Regions from separate parts of the Mus musculus genome. Here region 2 is linked to region 1. A link is a contact called in public HiChIP or PLAC-seq data. All regions are on one chromosome and are shown on one strand. The core of a region is the stretch at or near the end of the contact, and the rest is flanking DNA. Distances in the headings are between cores, read along the strand shown. Region 1 has its middle 19 kb from the start of Nap1l1. Region 2 holds the start of Krr1 (KRR1, small subunit (SSU) processome component, homolog (yeast)).

Region 1 (5,218 bases), core at 876-3,375:
TAAGAAGTAACAGATGTAGAGGCTGGAGAGATGACGCAGTGGCTAAGAGCACTTGCTGCTTCGGCAGAACTGGATTCAGTCCGCATATCCAGGGGACCTGCTGGCCATGGGCACATATTAAGTCATAGACTACTTTGGGGTGCTGTCAGCCCACACACCCACCTCATAGCACACATCACCCTGCTCATGTGTTGTACATCATAGAAGCCCATGAGAAATATGTCTTTGCCACAGACGATTATGGCATATTTGACAAATGTTTTGAGATCTGTGAAGCATGTAGTGGGGTTAAAAAATTACGAAGAGATGTTAAAAGTTGAGACACTCAAGCCATTACATTAGAGATGGGGCTGTGCTATCCAGAAGGCCTATCAGAAGCAACGGTGAGTGGTCTTGCCTTACAGAAAGAGGTGCCCAGGAAGGAGTTTATAAGTCCTGAGGCCCTACACGTCCAGCATCATTCCTGCGTTCTGCTTCATCACACTTGTACCTCGGCAGGACCACCTCGGTTGCTTCTTTAAAGCCAGAAGGTTAAGCACATAGGCTCAGCATCCTCATAATTAATTTTGCCACTGTTAGGAATCATAATGTAAATATCTGGTATGCAGGATATCTGATATGCGACCTAAAGAGGTCTTGACCCACAGTGGAGAACCACTGCTCTAGAGAATCTCAGAAGTTATCAAGTTTAATTCACACCGGTTTACAAGGAAGGAGTAAAACCATCACGTTTCAGAGCTACGGGAAGCCAAGGTTCAGACAGAGTAAAATGCCCAGCTCAAAGCCTGCAACGGGTACAACAGAAGTTGAAGCCCATATCTTCCTGACAGTGGCTTAAGCAATCAAATGCCAAAATACACATTGAATCACTTGATTGCTATAGCATATGCAGACACTATATGACCTTCAGAGACATCCTCGTGGGAAAGTGCCACTTACACTTTTAGGGAAAGTCCATAAAGTAATTCGTTTGGATAGTATTTGGTTCTATAAAACCACAGTTGTGGTCAGTTCTACTATTGCCTCGTGGGGTTGAGCACGAGGAAAACCGCCTCTTCTAGTGCGTACTGTTAGTAGGTAGAACAGACGTCGGCAACCTGTAGGGCTTGCCTTGATCAGTAGCTGCCAAGAAATAGCCAAATTTACTGCTTGGCTATTCCAACAAACTTATCTCAGGTGCCTGGTGATACCATTTGTTTGTTCAATGGTGTGATTATTTTATTATAAGGCTGAATGTTGGACACGGCAGAGTTCCTGAGCTGATTCAGAGGGAGGCGTGGAAGAGAATTACACTGTTGACAAGAGTCCTACAGGGTAAATCAGCGGTGTTATCTTGCTGGGTGATAGTCCTGGCTTAATGTGCAAATTGTAGATTTATCCAGCACTGATAGTTCATTGCATATAATGTTATATAAGTACATGAGAAAACAGTGTAAAAATAAATAAGAGGTATAAGTATCTCCTATATTTATCATGGGATACCTAATAATCTGACTGGATTTTCTTCTAGCAGAATTCTAATTTTTAAGAGTTCTCATGGAAACATACAAATCAGTTTTAGTATAATGATAATGGAAATAATGTCTTTTTTTTTTCTGGCGTCTGTATAATTCAGAGACGACAAAGATGAATAGGTTCTAGGCTTTCTGTTCAGAAGATTAACAAGTAAAAAATCATGCCTTTGTGAGATGGTTAGTTCTTACACTGGGAAGTTGCACGAGGAGACAACCAAGAAAAACTAACACTTCCTGTGTCTGAAGGCTCTCGGCCATTGTCCTGGACAGAGGAATGAAAACCATTAGGGTAGTCCTAGCCTTCAAATCAGAATTGGCAGAAATCAGTCTGAAGACTTCATATTCAATGTTGAATTTTCCTCCAGTGACATAAACGGAGGTTGATTTTCCTATGGGTCAGCCAGAAATCAGCAGACACAGGCATTGGCAACTCAGAGCAAGAATCTGGACCACACGGGAGACCTGTCTCCCTCAAGTTCAGATGCAGGCAATTTGAGCTTTAATTTCTTATCCTAATGGCTTTTTTCTTGGGGGGTGAGACTTCTAGAAGATAATGAGGTAAGGTCACAGAGCAGCAGCATTAGTGGCTTTAAAAGAGGAAGAAGATGGAGGTTGGGAAATACTTTCTTCTAGATATGACAGGGCTGTGGCATCCCAGGACTCTCAAAAGCTTATTGAATACTTATCTAAGACATGTAATCGGACCTGCTGGCAATATTTCCTTGTGGGGGAGGGGAAAAGGGGAGACGACCTCATAAAGCATCTCCCCTCCTGAAGATGTATAAGTAGTTAAAGGCTGCTATAAAGCAGGGGGCCATCCTTCTCCAATATCACCACGTGATCCATCATCCTATCACAACGCAGCAAGAAGACTCATCCCAGGTCTGAGCAAACGCTGGATCCGTCTTCTTGGACATCCTAGGCTCCACATGTATAAGTGAAATAAATGTCTTTTCTTTATACACTACTTGGTCTTAGGGACTCTGTTAGAGCAACAGAAAACAGACGAAGCCTTTACTGCCCCTCCTTATGATCTGTAGCATATCAGAGGAGCTGTGTGCCAATGTATCTGCACCGGTCTTTATCCCCGGTGTTCCTCTTGTGTTCAGAAGTGAAGAAGGAGTTGACGCAAGAATCAAAGCAGCTTTGAAGTATGGCCTCCAGCAACCTAAGGTAGAATGGACCAACCCTTCTGCTCAGTTACCAGGAGCCTCCCTCCCATGCCTGCCCTTCACTGTTAGATCTGTCAGCCTGAAATGTCAGCAGAACTGCATCTGATTTAGGGGGCATCTCCTTGGAAATAAAAGCTGTATGGAAAGCTCCTTCTTAATGCTGGAGATCAACTCCATCGAGACCACGGCAGTTTGGAAGTGTTGAGGCCAGAAGGAAGAGACTTTAGAAGATGAGTCTCTGGGGATAGGACCCTGGTCAGGGCAGTGCTGGAGCAGAGAGGATGCATGCTCAGAGCAGGGAGTTCTGATCTCTGGCTGAACGCCTCTCTGGTCCTACCTGATAGAATGTAAAAATTCTGGAGAGCATGGAAGTGATTGTCAGCAGTAACACAACACAGAATACAACTCAGGAACACACACACACACACACACACACACTTCAGCACGTAGGGAAGATTGGTCCTATTACAATGGACCCAGTAACTTGAAAAGAAGTGTCTCAAGAGTTGGGAAAGAGCTGACCATGGTGGCACACACCTTCAATCCCAGCACTTGCGAGGCTCAGGAGGATACCAGGATCTGAAGCCAGCCTCATCTACATAGTGAGTTATCAATCAATCAATCAATCAATCATTGATTGATCAATATGAAAATCCTAACTGGTCCCCAGGGCCACCTCAACAGAGGCCCATGAGCCAGGGAAGAAGGATCTTTTGGTTTGGTTTGGGTTGAGTTTCTTTCTTTCTTTCTCTCTTTCTTTCTTTCTTTCTTTCTTTCTTTCTTTCTTTCTTTCTTTCTTTCTTTCTTCCTTCCTTCCTTCCTTCCTTCCTTCCTTCCTTCCTTCCTTCTTTCCTTTCTTTCTTTCTTTCTTTCTTTTAGACCGGGTTTCTCTGTATAGCCCTGGCTGTCCTGGAACTCACTTTGTAGACCAGGCTGGCCTCGAACTCAGAAATCCACCTGCCTCTGCCTCCCGAGTGCTGAGATTAAAGGCGTGTGCCACCATGCCCAGCTTTTTTTTTTTTAAAGGTTTGTTTATTATATGTAAGTACACTGTAGCGGTCTCAGACACTCCAGAAGAGGGTGTCAGATCTTGTTATGGGTGGTTGTGAGCCACCATGTGGTTGCTGGAATTTGAACTCAGGACTTTCAGAAGAGCAGTCAGTGCTCTTAACCGCTGAGCCATCTCACCAGCCCCTGGTTTGGGTTTTGTTTGCTTGTTTGTTTGTTTGCTTGCTTTTATCCTTGCCCTTTAAGCACCGGTGAATCTTAGATGTTAAAAATGTCCCCTGCTCGTGAGACGTGATATTACACTGTTTCCTAGGATCCGCTGTGGCTGCACTTGAGCATTTCCCAGTGAACAGTATGTAGAGTTGGGGGATCACACAATGTTGGAATAGGAGGATTTATCCTGGTATCCTCCGGTACTGGATCATGGCCAGGGATAACTATGTAAAGTGACAATTCCAGGAAAGAATTGCAGAGAATGAATGAAAAAGAAGGCACCCGTGGCAGGATTTTCCCTGTCCAATCCCATTATGTCAGTGAGAGGCTTGTGATTGGACAGGAGATGGGAGACAGAGCGAGGAGTTGAGATAGAGAGAGAGGTCTGAGGAGAAGGAGAGAACCAGAATGGAGGCCGAAATGGTGTTAACAAAAGCTTAGAATAATTGTGTTAAAGCTTTATCATTTTCATTTGACTCTGAAATTATTGTATTGGCATCTTGTAAATTGTGTTATTATTGATACGTAAATCTGATCGGCTAATTAAACATTAAGAGTCTTGATTCTACTTGGAAATTAGGCTAACCAGGGGCGCGTGTGGGGTTTCGTCAAAGTGACAGGAACTCGGGGTCCCCATCCAAGAGATGGCCAGGAGGGAGCCTCGTGGCCTTGCAGGACCAGCGAGTTTGCAGGCCGAGAGACCAAGTGAGTGAGGTCATCTGGCACAAGGGCTGGCTCTAGAGAGTTGCTGATGGTGGTAGGAGCTCGGGATCGTGGCCTGGCCCCACTGAGAGTTGGCAGGTTGATTTTTTAATATTTTCCCACACCAGGCACCTACCTTGGTCATAAAAGAAAACAAAGCAAGAGTCATAGCAGCAGCTCTTGAGCCTTGAGCATAGAAAACAGAAACAGAAAAGCCTTTGGATCCACCGAGAGTTTATACCATGCAGAGTACAAAAGCTCTCAAACATGTTTACTTAAATACAAATATTATTTAAAACATAAATTAGATGCAAATTAAAAATAACAGAGAAAGAAGGCTAACAACACAGCAGACCAGCTTAGGCTATTTAACTAAGTTCTTCTGCAAAGTGTTTAATATGGCATCCAGCCTGTGTAGTACTGGTCCAGAGATAACGGGTGGCCAGACAGGACCAGAAGGGTCTGCCCTTCTCTCTTCCTCTATTCCCCTCCTATCACTGAGCTCACTGGTACTGCAGCTCAGAGATAGGATGTCTTCCAGACATGGGGCACAGTTTACTGTTAGGTAGAAGGGCTTAATGAGCTGGCCCTGATTCTAAATAATATTCA
Region 2 (5,218 bases), core at 1,832-4,331, 520 kb before region 1:
GACCTAGATTCTTTTAAATACTAAAGGAACCAAATTAAGCAGCTATGTTGGCATTTCTAAAACCAAAATCCACCAGCACACACAAAGCTCTGAAAGGAACTGTTTAAAGCAGGCGTACATGCTCATTCAAGGCCTTCTGCACCAGCGGCCAGCACTCCTTCAGGTAAGCCTCGCGGTATTTCGGGAACAAGGTTGCGAAGCTGCTCTCCTCCAAGAGTCCTCTGGGATTGTCCTCTTTGGAAAAAGCTGGTTCCTTCCAACCATCAGGGACAGTGAGGAGCTCCGCCTCATCTACAGAGGAAAGAATTCACACATCACATGGAATGGTCCTTCACACACGTGCGCACTCTATGCACATCTTCAGAAGATCACCAATGCATTGTTTCATATCCGCATCCCTGGTTGTTACATTATTCAGCATCATGACCACGGCCCCATCATCATCATGATGCTGTAATAGGATCATCTGAATACATTGCAGTTGCCTCATCACAAGGATGCTTTCCCTGTACCCACTCTAACTGGGATGCACCGGTAGACAGCAATTACTAAGACACTTTCACTGCACAATAAAGTGGTTCAAACACCTTATCACTTTTATCCCTTATTATTAATAGCCTTTCTGACTTTCTTGGTACAGTCCTACCCCCACCCCCACATGTCTGTGTGTGTAAAAAATTCCTAAAAATGGATTCTGGTGTACAATGTCAATTAACAGCCACTGTAATACAATTTTAGGATTTCCAAAGAGCTTTATACACACCTTTCATCAATAAAAGAAAGCCACTATTACTATTTCTACTTTATAGAAGATATTCAAACCAAAAGGAGTGACAGGCCAGAAGGACAAATGCTGAAATGGCCTAAAATCCTGACAACTATGAGATCACCTCTGGAGAGCCTGCTTCACTTCTCAAAACTCCCTGTCCCAGAACTTTAGAAACCCCTCAAATCCAATAGCTACACGTTAACTCTACCCGAAGAGAACCATCCTTGATCTTGCAGCGTCAGCACACCTGTGGGAGTTTGTGGGCAAGGCCATCTGGGGCTCCATCTCAGGCAGAGTGAATCTGCATCTCTGGGGTGAGGCCCAGAGATCTGTGCTTAAACGTCATCCTGTCCTTAAACCACCGAGGTCTGAAAGGCAGGCCCTTGGCCCACGTTATTAGCCACAGGTAAGAAAATGTACTTTCTACTTCCACTCACTCTGCCACTTCTGGTTCAAACTCCTGACAATGGGTCCTCATAAACCACTCATTCTCCAATACCTTCTTTTTAAAAACTGCAAACTAAAATCCTATAAAAACTGGGAACATGGGCGGTTGTGGCACACGCCTCTAATCCCAGCACTTGGGAGGCAGAGGCAGGTGGATTTCTGAGTTCGAGGCCAGCCTGGTCTACAAAGTGAGTTCCAGGACAGCCAGGGCTACACAGAGAAACCCTGTCTCGAAAAACAAAAAAAAAAAAAAAACAAAAACAAAAACAAAACAAAACAAAACAAAACAAAAAGCAAGCAAGCAAACTCAGGCCCAGGGTTAAACCTTCCTAAGACAGAATGTGTGAACCCTAGTAGAGGAAAGGGAAGGGAACTAAGGCCACTTAGGACCAAGAATATCACTTGCTTATTAGGTTAGGGTGAAAGTCTAGCTATATAAGTACATCCAGGACCTCAAAATCAAAACACAACAACAACAAAAAAAATCACTGTAAATTTAGATCGATGAGCAATCTCAACTATTAGAGTTGTGCTGGCCCAGTTTCCCCTCCATGGTTGACTATACCCTCACGCTTTGAACGTAAACAAACCTTTCCTAAAACAGAAAAAAACCTGGCACAGCTCCTTCCGGTAGCATTAGCATAACTTGAAGATACCCTGCAATTGAGTTTCCAATCCTAAATTCCTACAGAGACCCTGAGGCATTACCAGAAGACATGCACAAAGGTGCTTACAAGAGCAAGCTGAAGGCAGAGCTCAAATGTCCGCCAACGACGGAATTTAAATATTACACAGCATCGTAAAGAATCAGAAGCTAAAGACACAGACAACATACATAGAGTACACAGCTCCATTCATTCTCCTATGATTCAAAAGGAGACAAAAATCGAAGCGTTTTGTTAAAAATCATAATAGCTGTAGATAGGTGACAGAAAGCTCGAACGAATTACTCCGGGTACCAGAAAGGAAGCTATATAGCATCTGTGATTGGCACATGGATAACTTGAGGAAGATGGTCTACTCATCCTGTCAATTCCTCAAGCGTTGGTTTGAAGCTTTTACCGGTGTCTATAGTCCCTGCCGTATTTTACGTACTTAGTTTTTAAAAGAAAAAAATTTTTCTTTTTAAATTGAAGGTAGGTAAAAACCAAACTCTCATCAAAACGGAAAGAAGCAATCAAACTAGAGCAGCCAAAAATCAAACTAGGGGTTAGAGCTAAAGACTGAGAGCTGTGTCATTTAGCAACTTAATAATCAGATAAAAGTTCTGACAAAACTTCCCATTGAGCTCCGTCCCCACCTTTCCCCGTCCGCCTCCCTCATCACCATCGGCGCTCGCAGGACACGAAGATTCTCCCACCTGATCCTGATCCGCATCCTCTCAACCTCCCCTCCCCAAAGCTCAAGGCAGAACTGCCGCGCCTTCCACAATCTCTGAGTCCTCACACTTTTACCGGGGACAGAAGGCGCATCGGGTACACTTGCCAGGGACGGTCGCTGGCAAAAACACTGCGTTAGCTGCACGTGGCCGGCGCAGCCATCAACACCCGCAACCCTCGGCTACCCCGGCTACCGCAGGCACTGCACAGCCTAAAAGAGGCTCAACCCAAGTGCGCGGCCAAAGAAAGAGACAAAGATGCTTCGAGATCCGCCAGCTCCGGGCTTCGGGTCTCGCACTGCCTCACCTTGGGTCTCACGCTTCTGTTTCTGCGGCTGAGAGTCACGTTTTTGAGCTTCTTTGGCAGGCGCCTCCGCAGAAGTTGCCATCGCAAAACTGCTTCCGGCGGCCCCGGAAGTGGAACTGTTCTTTAAGATCCCGCCGGCTACAATGTGTAAAAGGCAAAACGAGTTCCGGATAATCCCTATGAGACCTGCGTGGTCTCTGCTCTGACGAACAGGAAGCCGATGGGGCGGGGACGGGGGGGAGCGTGACACTTCCTTCCCAGGATGCATTGCAACCTCGGTGTTGCACGCTGGGAATGGTAGTTTTCTTGTATCAAGCTCTAAATTGTAGCTACTTGTATAGCCCTGTGGGAACTTCTTTTTTGAGAGGGGAAGGGAAGGAAAGGGAGAGAAAGGGAGCGAAGGAGAGGAGAGAGAAGAGAGGTGGGTGAGGGTGAGGGAGAGAAGGGAGGGGAAATTATTAAAATTCTTATTTGAGGGGGATTAGAAATCTAATGAAAATGGCGAATTGTATCAAAAATCTACCCAAACTTTGCTACCACTCTTTAGCCCATTTGAAAACCTACCATGAGTTTTGCATTTTAAATCTCTCAACTTCCAGATTGGTTTTAAAAGACTTTTCTGTTCTATTTTTATTTATTTGTTTGCTTGCTTGTTTTGTTTATTTTGGGTTTATGAATCGAGGCCACTGTGTATCCTTCACTAGCCTGGAACATGCTATGTAGACCTGGCTGGCCTCAACGTCATAGTGATCTTCCTGCTTATGACTCCAGAATCTGGGATTAAAGGTGTGTACCACCACACCGGTCTTCAGCATTCAAATGTTTGGGGTTTTTTGGTGGGGGCTGGAGGGAGCTATTACCAAAACTTTATTGTTTATTATTCTTACATCATAGCTTTAAAAGGCTTAGAATATAGTCAGTAAAAACAGCAAAAAAATATTAGCACAAAAATATATTCACTAAATTAGATGCTAAGATGTGAAGAGATGTAACCAGGGTCTGAAAACACACTAGGACCTCTCCTTCTGGACCATGCTCTCCCCAACCTCCAGGAAATATTTAATAAGCACATGGGTCAATAAGCCAGATAAAGGAAAGAGGAGTACCCGCATATGCCTAGTAAAACTGAGAACAATACTTCAGGTGCTTAGATCGGTGGTTTTCAACCTGTGGATTGTGACTCCTTAGAGGGTCAAACTACCTTTCACAGGGGTCGTCTAAGACCATCAGAACGCACATGTATATAGACATTATAATTCATAACAGTAGCAAAGTTGGACGTAATAACGAAATGATTTTGTGGTTCAGGGATCACAGAAACATGCAGAACTATACTGAAGAGTTGCAGCATTAGGAAGGTTGGTAACCACTGGATTCGACTATGTTTTGAACAAATTTTAAGGGAAATTCTCTGTATGCAAACTGATGCCTCATAATGGTGCACCCATTCCAGTCTCTTTGAGAATCAAATGTAGTTAGTATTATGTTTGAATGGTTATGAGCTTCGAGCTTCTTTCAAAGAGTGCTTTTCACACATGGGTGTGTGGGTCTGGGTTCCTTTCACTGGAAAGAGGCTGTTGGCCTCACTTCAACTTCTTCCAAGCCCTTGTTATTTTTTTTAAGTTGACAGCATAATAGTATTTCAATAAATACTAAAAAGTCTTCTAAAATCAAGATGAGAAGATGGGAAATTCAACACAACTATCAGGTTGGGGGGCACCCACATGTTCTGAATAAATTTCATCTAGATTTTAATGAGTCTGTTACTCATTGATCATAAAGTATTTAAATCAATAATTTAAAAGGGAAGAGGCTATGGGACTTTATTGTAATTTGTTGTGCTGTGTTCGGTTGATATCCCTGGGAGGCTTTTCATTTGTTTGTTTTAAGAGAAACAGAGGAGGAGTGGATCTGGGGAAGAAGAGAGAGGGGACTAGGAGGGGTGGAGGTAGGGGAAACTGGTTGGAATATAATGTATGTAAAGAATGAAAATAAAAGGTAAAATGCTCTGCTGACTACAGTAGTCAACAGTCCCAGTACTTGACAGGTTGAGGCAGGAGGAGTGCCTCAAATCTGAGGCCAACCTGATCTACATAATGACCTTCAGCTCAGCCTGTTTCAAAAACACCAAACAAGCACTCATAGGAAGCCAATGTCTTAAGAAATCACTTAACAAAATTAAAGGATATAAAATCTGAGAAAATATTTGCAACACACTGATTTGACTAGTACTACTGGTTTGAAAAGGAAAACAGGCCGGGCAGTGGTGGCGCATGCCTTAAATCCCAGCACTTGAGAGGCAGAGGCAAGCGGATTT

Evidence for each region. HiChIP or PLAC-seq counts read pairs in DNA pulled down with a chosen protein or histone mark.
Region 2: a contact with region 1 is called in an H3K4me3 HiChIP or PLAC-seq map of bone marrow-derived macrophages, with 3 times the contacts expected there. The contact joins the promoter of Krr1 here to the enhancer-like site in region 1. A contact is called at or near these places in 12 of 39 promoter capture datasets (the C10 cell line, the HPC-7 cell line, cranial neural crest and 7 more), 1 of 484 Hi-C or Micro-C datasets (B cells), 4 of 115 datasets of contacts at active chromatin or transcription factors (bone marrow-derived macrophages, embryonic forebrain, embryonic hindbrain and 1 more) and 2 of 9 other capture datasets (adipose tissue and liver).

What each region holds. Positions count from the first base shown.
Region 1 is chr10:111,452,023-111,457,240 of GRCm38.p6, reverse strand. No RefSeq gene overlaps it. Among named protein-coding and RNA genes, the nearest start is that of Nap1l1, 19 kb to the left of the region's middle. Within about 2 kb of position 2,125, at least 8 of the 459 cell types and tissues checked have an H3K27ac peak or open chromatin away from gene starts, as enhancers often do. A contact at or near this core is called in bone marrow-derived macrophages, where this site is marked.
Region 2 is chr10:111,970,558-111,975,775 of GRCm38.p6, reverse strand. Krr1 (KRR1, small subunit (SSU) processome component, homolog (yeast)) reads right to left here and starts at 3,081. Exons shown (of 10, transcript NM_178610.4): 1 at 2,902-3,081; 2 at 119-291. The coding sequence starts at 2,983.